Regions from separate parts of the Danio rerio genome. Here region 2 is linked to region 1. Evidence: chromatin contacts called from public Hi-C data. All regions are on one chromosome and are shown on one strand. The core of a region is the stretch at or near the end of the contact, and the rest is flanking DNA. Distances in the headings are between cores, read along the strand shown.

The links. A called contact is a pair of places that touch in the nucleus more often than the background predicts.
Region 2: a contact with region 1 is called in a Hi-C map of embryo, with 1.8 times the contacts expected there. The contact joins two enhancer-like sites. A contact is called at or near these places in 3 of 18 Hi-C or Micro-C datasets (embryo and hematopoietic stem cells).

What each region holds. Positions count from the first base shown.
Region 1 is chr2:50,954,532-50,958,356 of GRCz12tu, forward strand. No RefSeq gene overlaps it. Among named protein-coding and RNA genes, the nearest start is that of mbnl1, 44 kb to the right of the region's middle. Within about 2 kb of position 1,985, at least 31 of the 62 cell types and tissues checked have an H3K27ac peak or open chromatin away from gene starts, as enhancers often do.
Region 2 is chr2:51,012,401-51,016,225 of GRCz12tu, forward strand. All of the region lies in intron 1 of mbnl1 (muscleblind-like splicing regulator 1), which reads left to right. Among named protein-coding and RNA genes, the nearest start is that of mbnl1, 14 kb to the left of the region's middle. Within about 2 kb of position 1,716, at least 5 of the 62 cell types and tissues checked have an H3K27ac peak or open chromatin away from gene starts, as enhancers often do.

The DNA of each region.
Region 1 (3,825 bases), core at 735-3,234:
TAAGTTATTAAATCTGTTATGTTTAAAAATGGGTTGAAAATAAATCTTTCAATTAAACAGAAATTGGGGGGAAAGGGTCGCTAATAATTCAGGAGGGCAAATAAATCAGATTTTATAAACGCACCATTGTTCTCCTCCCTGTAAATAAGGAAAGGAAAATAAATACAATAGAATAAAAATATGAAACAAACTGTGCTTAAGGCATCTTTACTGTAAGAAAAAAAACTTGTTGTTTGATTAATAATAAAAACAGTCAGCCGCAGGAATATTGCGCACTGTCACTTTAAGAATAGTGCGGCTCTGATATGGTTTCTCTTTCACATGTCTTTTGATTCTCAACTTGTTTGTTTATTACACAAATGAGGGTTAATATGAATAATCACTAAACACCGCACTCTGACACAAATGTGCATGTATTTGACCATTAAATCGCTCACATTAAGAAGGCGTTAGATGTGTGTGCTCTGCTCGTTTCCGAGGCTAATCGCGCACACACACTGAAGCATGCCATGCAGTCTCGTTCGTGCTATTTAAAATATGAATGATTCGAACGTACATCAGTAACTGATGCACATCCCAATAAAAGCAGTTTTTATTATTTTAAAACCTATTTTAAGGTCAAAATTATTAGCCCCTTTAACCAATTTTTTTGAATGCCTTGTTTTACGATGACTTGCCTAATTACCCTAAATTAACTTAATTAACCTACTGTTGTTAAACCTTTAAATTGCAATTTAAGCTCAATAGTATCTTGATAAAGATCTAGTAAAATATTAGGTAAGTCATCATGGCTGTGTTTGTGTGTGTGTATATATAGCAGTGTGATGTGGCTGTATATCGGCACTGGTGGGAGGTGTGCATTATAGTCATATTGCACTGCTACGAGTGTGAAATTGCGTTTATACAACAGTTTGGCTTCATAATTGTGTATGTAAAAAAGAAAATCAAATACGAAGAGTCTCATAATCCTTTTGTATGAGGAACTACTTTCTTCCGCCGATCGTTCACATCTGAAGCTTTGAACTTTGAGAGTGTTTAAACTAGAGAGAAAAGTGTGAAAATGTTAATGCCTGTCTGAGTAAAGTGTATAAAGTGTGCAGTGAGGGCTTTTACTGCCCTAAAACATCTATAACAGTTGAAAAATATTAAGCTGACTACTTCACGGATTTCACCTATTGCGAGTTACTTTTAGAACGCCACTCTCGTGAATAATGAAGGACCACTGCATTGTGAAATGTTTAGTGTCAAAGCAGAGCTCATTAATATTCACAACCCTTCCAAATAAGGTCAAAATGAAGCTTTTCTTTTTAAGTGTAATTCCTATGGTTGTAAATGAGCATATAAAAACATATCTGGAGAATTTTAGCAACTAAGCCACATACCTACATATTGAACCAATGCATTCTATGGCACCTTTAAGCCTTTGGTGCATGCCACTGTGAATACAACAATCTGAATATTCTTAGCATGCATTCTAAAAGTTAAATTGATAAATAAAATGTATATTTTAAAACTTTACTATATTTAACAACATCATGAGTGTTTATTATCGCAATATACTGCATTTTATTATTGAACAACTTCTTAAAGTCTCAGAGGAGGGCAGTGGTGTTTCCTTTCTCTCTCTATCTCTCTTTCTTTCTGCTGCTAAAACACCCAGATGCAAATAAGATAAAAGCAGGTTTCCATGGCGATAGAGAGAATGATCGCTGAACACACACACACACACACACACACACACTTACACACACACACACACACACACACACACACACACACACACACACACACACACACACACATACACACACACACACACACACACACGGTTGCTTCAGTCTGTGCTTTATCATGTGATCACACATTGAAAGCATAAACGCACACCCGCACACACTCTGACATCTTAATGCAGTGTTTTGCATGCATGCTTCTCCCTGCTTAGCCATGCACCGTGACACACCAGGGCATACGTTAGTATCTGGCCCAGAATGCACTGCGGTGAGCCACATTGGCTTGGTGACACATGTGTGAGTTCCTGTCTCGATCTCAGTGGAGATACAGCTCTCGCACCACAAGCGGGTAAGAACCAACCCAGCAAACATCGCCTTAAATATGCACGTTTTCTCAATATTTTCTGTTTGCTTCTATTACTGTGAATATCTATCTGTTTTATTATTTATTTATATGTATGTTATTAATATATTGTTGTAAATAAGTGAACAGTTGCATTCTTAAATGCTAATGTTGAGTTGTTTTATATATATTGAGTAATTTGGCCGGTTTGTCACTGTTATTTTTGCTTCGTTTTACAAAATCTGAAAATTATTGGTAAAATAAATACTTTCCTACTTAAAAATATGCACGTTGTTTTGGGAATTCTTCATATGTTTATATAATACATATAATATTTTTACATTTATGAAAAAAATATCAATATTTAGACTGTAAACTATTTTAATGCATTTTGATCACTGTAGTTTGTAGTTTATAACCATATAGGACAATATATACTTTACTTTTAATTGTTAATGCATTACAATATGGCGCAAATACATCAAATGATTAACTTATTAATATTTTTTTTACTGTATATGGTAAGTTTATCTACTGTAGATTGGATATTTACCTTCTTTTCTCTTAAAATGACTTGCATTTTGACATGCTTGACCACTTCCTCCTCTGCCTCTTTGTCTGCCGAATTTGGTATGCAAACCATTTCATGTCAATTTCCATTATGAAGTTGTTTGACTTTGTTAAAGGGTCATAGTTGCTACCGATCACTCTCTGTCCTTTAATGTTGCTTCACAACTTATTTGATTATATTCAAAGTCGGTTTGAGGAATCAATGATGTACATCTGCTGCCAAATGTCATTGACCGTGTAAAACACACCAACGACTTTGCCTCTGACAGTAAGAAAGGACTATTCATTTCTGAATGTTTTGCTGCTGTTGATTTTCTTTAGGACACTCTCCAGAGGTGATTATGTAAGGTGTGATGTGAGATTGTGCTTTTTGTTTATTGAGATACATCTGTAGTTGGTGATAACATTTGGCGGGAGGAGATGAGCAGCCGTTCTGTTTAGTCATCGAGAGCTGTTTTGTAATGCGTTTCCCCTTGCATATCTCTCAGAGCAAACTGAAATGCTTCTTTCTCAACACGCTTTGTGTCAAAACAGTGTCAGGCTTTGTTAGGTTTTGTACGTCCGTGCTCCAAAAGAGGACGTTTGCAAACTGAGAAGTTCTCACTCTTGTCACTCATAAACTTCCTGTTTTCTTGCTGTTGTAACTGTTTGAGCAAGTGAAACTAGCTCAGTTTCCTAATTTAGCTCTATGAAGTTGCTACGAGTCTCTTTTAATGTCAAGATGTTATAGCAGTGCATGGCTTTAAAAAATGATACATACATGTGTGTGCTTGTGTGTATATACCCACACATAAGCTTTAATTCAAATATTGACAAAGCCAACATTGAGGTTTTTGTTTTTCAATAAAATTTAAATGACACTTTTTAACCCAATGATTGGGTTTGTTCATTTTGAACCAATGTTGGGTTTAAACAACCCAGTGTTTTTTCAATAATGTGTGTGTATGTACATATTTTTTTTTCTTAATTATTTGCTATATACATATATTAAATATACTAATATACAGAATTATTAGCCCCCCCCCCCCCCCCCCCCCCCTCCCTTTGAATTTTCTTGCTTTTTAAAATATTTCTCAAATGATGTTTAACAGAGCAAGGAAATTTTCACAGTATGTCTGATAATATTTTTTTTTTTCTGGAGAAAGATGTTTTTGTTTTATTTCGGCCAGAATAAAAGCAGTT
Region 2 (3,825 bases), core at 466-2,965, 58 kb after region 1:
AATTTAGCCTACCCAATTCACCTGTACCGCATGTCTTTGGACTGTGGGGGAAACCGGAGCACCCGGAGGAAACCCACGCGAAGGCAGGGAGAACATGCAAACTCCACACAGAAACGCCAACTGAGCCGAGGTTCGAACCAGCGACCCAGCGACCTTCTTGCTGTGAGGCGACAGCACTACCTGCTGCGCCACTGCCTCGCCTTATTTAATATAATGTGATGGAATTTTACAATGATGCAGAAAACTTGAGAACACAAAATGCTAGTTATTTAGTCAGTTTTGAGATCATACATTCGTTTTCTTTTCAGCTCAGTCCCTTTATTAATCTAAGGTAGCCACAGCAGAATGAACCGCCAACTTATCCTGCATATGTTTTACGCAGCGGATGCCCTTCCAGCTGCAACCCATAACTGGGAAACATTCATTCACACTCATACACACACACACACACACTACCCACTTTAGTCTACCCAATTCACCTATTACCCACTTTGCAGCCAGTTTTCAAATCAAAATTATGAAATTAAATTCAAAATACCACTTGAAAATTGTGAGTTTGTCTGCATTTACAAATAATCATTTTTCAGACCGAAAAATTGGGGGGCGGCACAATGGCGCACACAATCGCCTCACAGCAAGAAGGTTGGTGGTTCTAGCCCCGGCTAGGTCAGTTGACATTTCTGTGTGGAGTCTGCATGTCCTCCCCTTGTTGGCGTGGGTTTCCTCCGGGTGTTCCGGTTTCCCCCACAGTCCAAAGACATGCGATATGGGTGAATTGGGTAGGCTAAATTGTGCGTAGTGTATGTGTGAAAGAGTGTGTATGGATGTTTCACAGTGATGGGTTGCAGCTGGAAGGGCATCCGCTGCGTAAAACATATGCTGGATAAGCTGGCGGTTCATTCCGCTGTGGCGACCGTTGAGTCAGAATAACCCGATATTGATTATTTCACGGCGTCACGGTGACGCAATTGGTAGTGCTGTCACCTCACAGCAAGAACGTCACTGTTTTGAGCCTTGGCTGGGTCAGCTGGCGTTTCTTTGTGGAGTTTGCATGTTCTCCCTGCGCTCATTAAAGTCTTAACCCTTAAAGCTGTTTTTAACATTAGTAAAAATAATAATAAATGTTTCTTCAGCACAAAATTAGCATATTAGAATAATTTCTGAATGACCATGCAAAACTGCATACTGAGAATTCAGCCTTGCCAACAGAGTGACAACAAATGAAGAATAAAGAATGGAAAATATTATTTTAATATTTAATTATATTTAATTAATATTTAATTATAAAATTAAATATTTAATTTAATTATCATTTACATTTTCTTTTCATCAAATTAACCCAGAAGAGCCTTCTTTCATGAAATCCATCCCTAAACTTTTCTGCCAGATTAGTGAAGTGTGCTTCAGCCATTGTTTCATCGAGTGTTTTATGTGTGTCACTGCATTATGAGGGCAGAGTAACGATCACAGCAGACCGTGGATGGCCTTCTTTCAGATGATATAATTAGAGCAGGTATCACATGACCAGGCATCTAAAACACACACACACACACACAGAGATCCAGAAACCCAACACAAACAAGCATCTATGCTTTCAGCGTTGTGCGTTTGCATGTGATGCAAATTGTTTGACTGAATACCATCAAATCTACTTTCCCTTCCTGCCAGCCCCTCAAATAATGCTAAAATCTGACAAGACTGAGGTGAAGTAGTTTGAGGGAGGACTAACACTCCCACTTAATGCTTATCTCTCCATTTTAGCTCAGGTTTTGCAATTAGGTGAAGTAGAGGCTTGCCGATTTAATGGGGTTGTTTGTTGTTCACGAACACTCATTTGACCTTGTTCAGTCAGACTGAACTAATCTAAACAGAGTAAACAGCACGATCAAAGCCAATGTAAAACATGATGATATTTGTACTCGTGACTGAACATCAGTTGCCTTTTGCTTCATATGATGTCTACAGACTGCCTGATAAACTACATTATGAAGCGCCAAATATATTTATTGTGATAATTTATTTATTAATTCATTCATTTTCCTTCGGCTTAGCCCCTTATTTATCAGGGGTCGCCACAGAGGAATGAACCACCAACTACTCCACCATATGATTTATGCTCTCACATTCACACACACAATCATAATGTAATGTAATGTAATGTGCATTTATATAGCGCATTTATTGTGTATGCCTATACACCCAAAGCACTTCACAAGAAAATTTGGCCAGGACACCTGGGTTACACCCCTACTCTTAACAAGAAGTGCCATGGGATTTTAAATGACCACAAAGAGTCAGGAACTTGGTTTGACGTCTCATCCGAAAGACATATACATTGTGTCCAATTTTTGTTTACCTAACTCACCTACACTGCATGTCTTTAGACTGTTGAGGGAAACCAGAGTACCCGGAGAAAACCCACGCAAACACGAGGTAGAACATTCAAACTCAGAAACGCCAACTGACACAGCCAGTCAACAGGGTGACTTTTTTTCTGCTGATCATCAAAAAGACATCAAATGTAAATAGGGTAACACTTTTGCAATAACGATGGGTTTGTTAACATTTACAGTTTAAAAAAAATATAAATATATATTGCTACTTTAAATTTATTAGTTTAATAAAATTTACTGTTCTTGTCATCTGAACGTCAATTTTTTTTTTAATTAAAAAAAATATTTTTTAAAATGTTTAACTAAAAATATGTTTAAGCAACGTAAAAATATTTTTTGTCTTGACTTTTTTTATTACATCTTTTACAATTTAACATTAAAAATACTTTAATAATTTCAGCTGTTTTTTTACCTGATTTAAAAATATTGATAAAATATTTTTTAAATGGAACTAATCTGATATCTTTAAAAAAGAGGAATAAACACTGCACAAAATATATTGCTCATTTTTAATCTAAGTAAAAACTTTAAAACAAGACATTATTCTGTCGTCTTCGACACACTTTAAATCTAAGTTTATTAGAAATAAATATGCTTAGCTGCCTTTTGTTATTTCACAGTTTTCTCTTTTCAAACTGTTGGGATCATTTATTATTATTTTTTTAAAGAAATCAATAGTTGTATTCAACAAGGCGAGATTCAATTGATCAAAAAAAAAAAATAGAGATAATACATTTATAATGTTTTCAAAGAGTTCTATTTCAAATTATAATCTCTTGTAAAACTTGTAAAAGAAAAAGTATTTTCTTATTGACTTGCTGTTTATTAAAGAATTCAGAAAACAAACATTATTCCCAGTTTTCACAGAGGCATTTCACAGTAAAACATAACTTTTAACACTGAGATGCACAAATATGAAATCCCCGCCTCAACCCTCCACCCACAACAATTTATAAAATCATCGCAAACTCCTAAATCTGTTCATTCAGAGTGGTTTAATTGTAAATAAATATAGCTGAAACAGTTATATGGGAAAAAAGGCAAAATACAAAAGATAGAATACATAGCTTACATAAAATAGTTGCAAATAAAATAAAAGGTATATTTTGTATAAATACACTTAAATATTACAGTAATATTACTAATATACAGTAATATTACAATGCTGTAGTTTTTATGTTCATTTAAAAAAAGCACTTTTAAGCCTAAATAAAACAAAAGCATAATTCTCCTGAACGGCTCATGCAATGATATATCACATTTGAGACCTTTTATTCTTGGAAAGAGTTTTAAAAATCCAGGAGAAATAGGAAAAATGTTTCAACCAGATGTTAGTGGCGTAGAATTTAAAAATACTGAAAAATCCCAGGAAAAATCTTGGGTATACAGTAAAACAATTTCCACACTGATGATAAAACTATAACCGGTCACA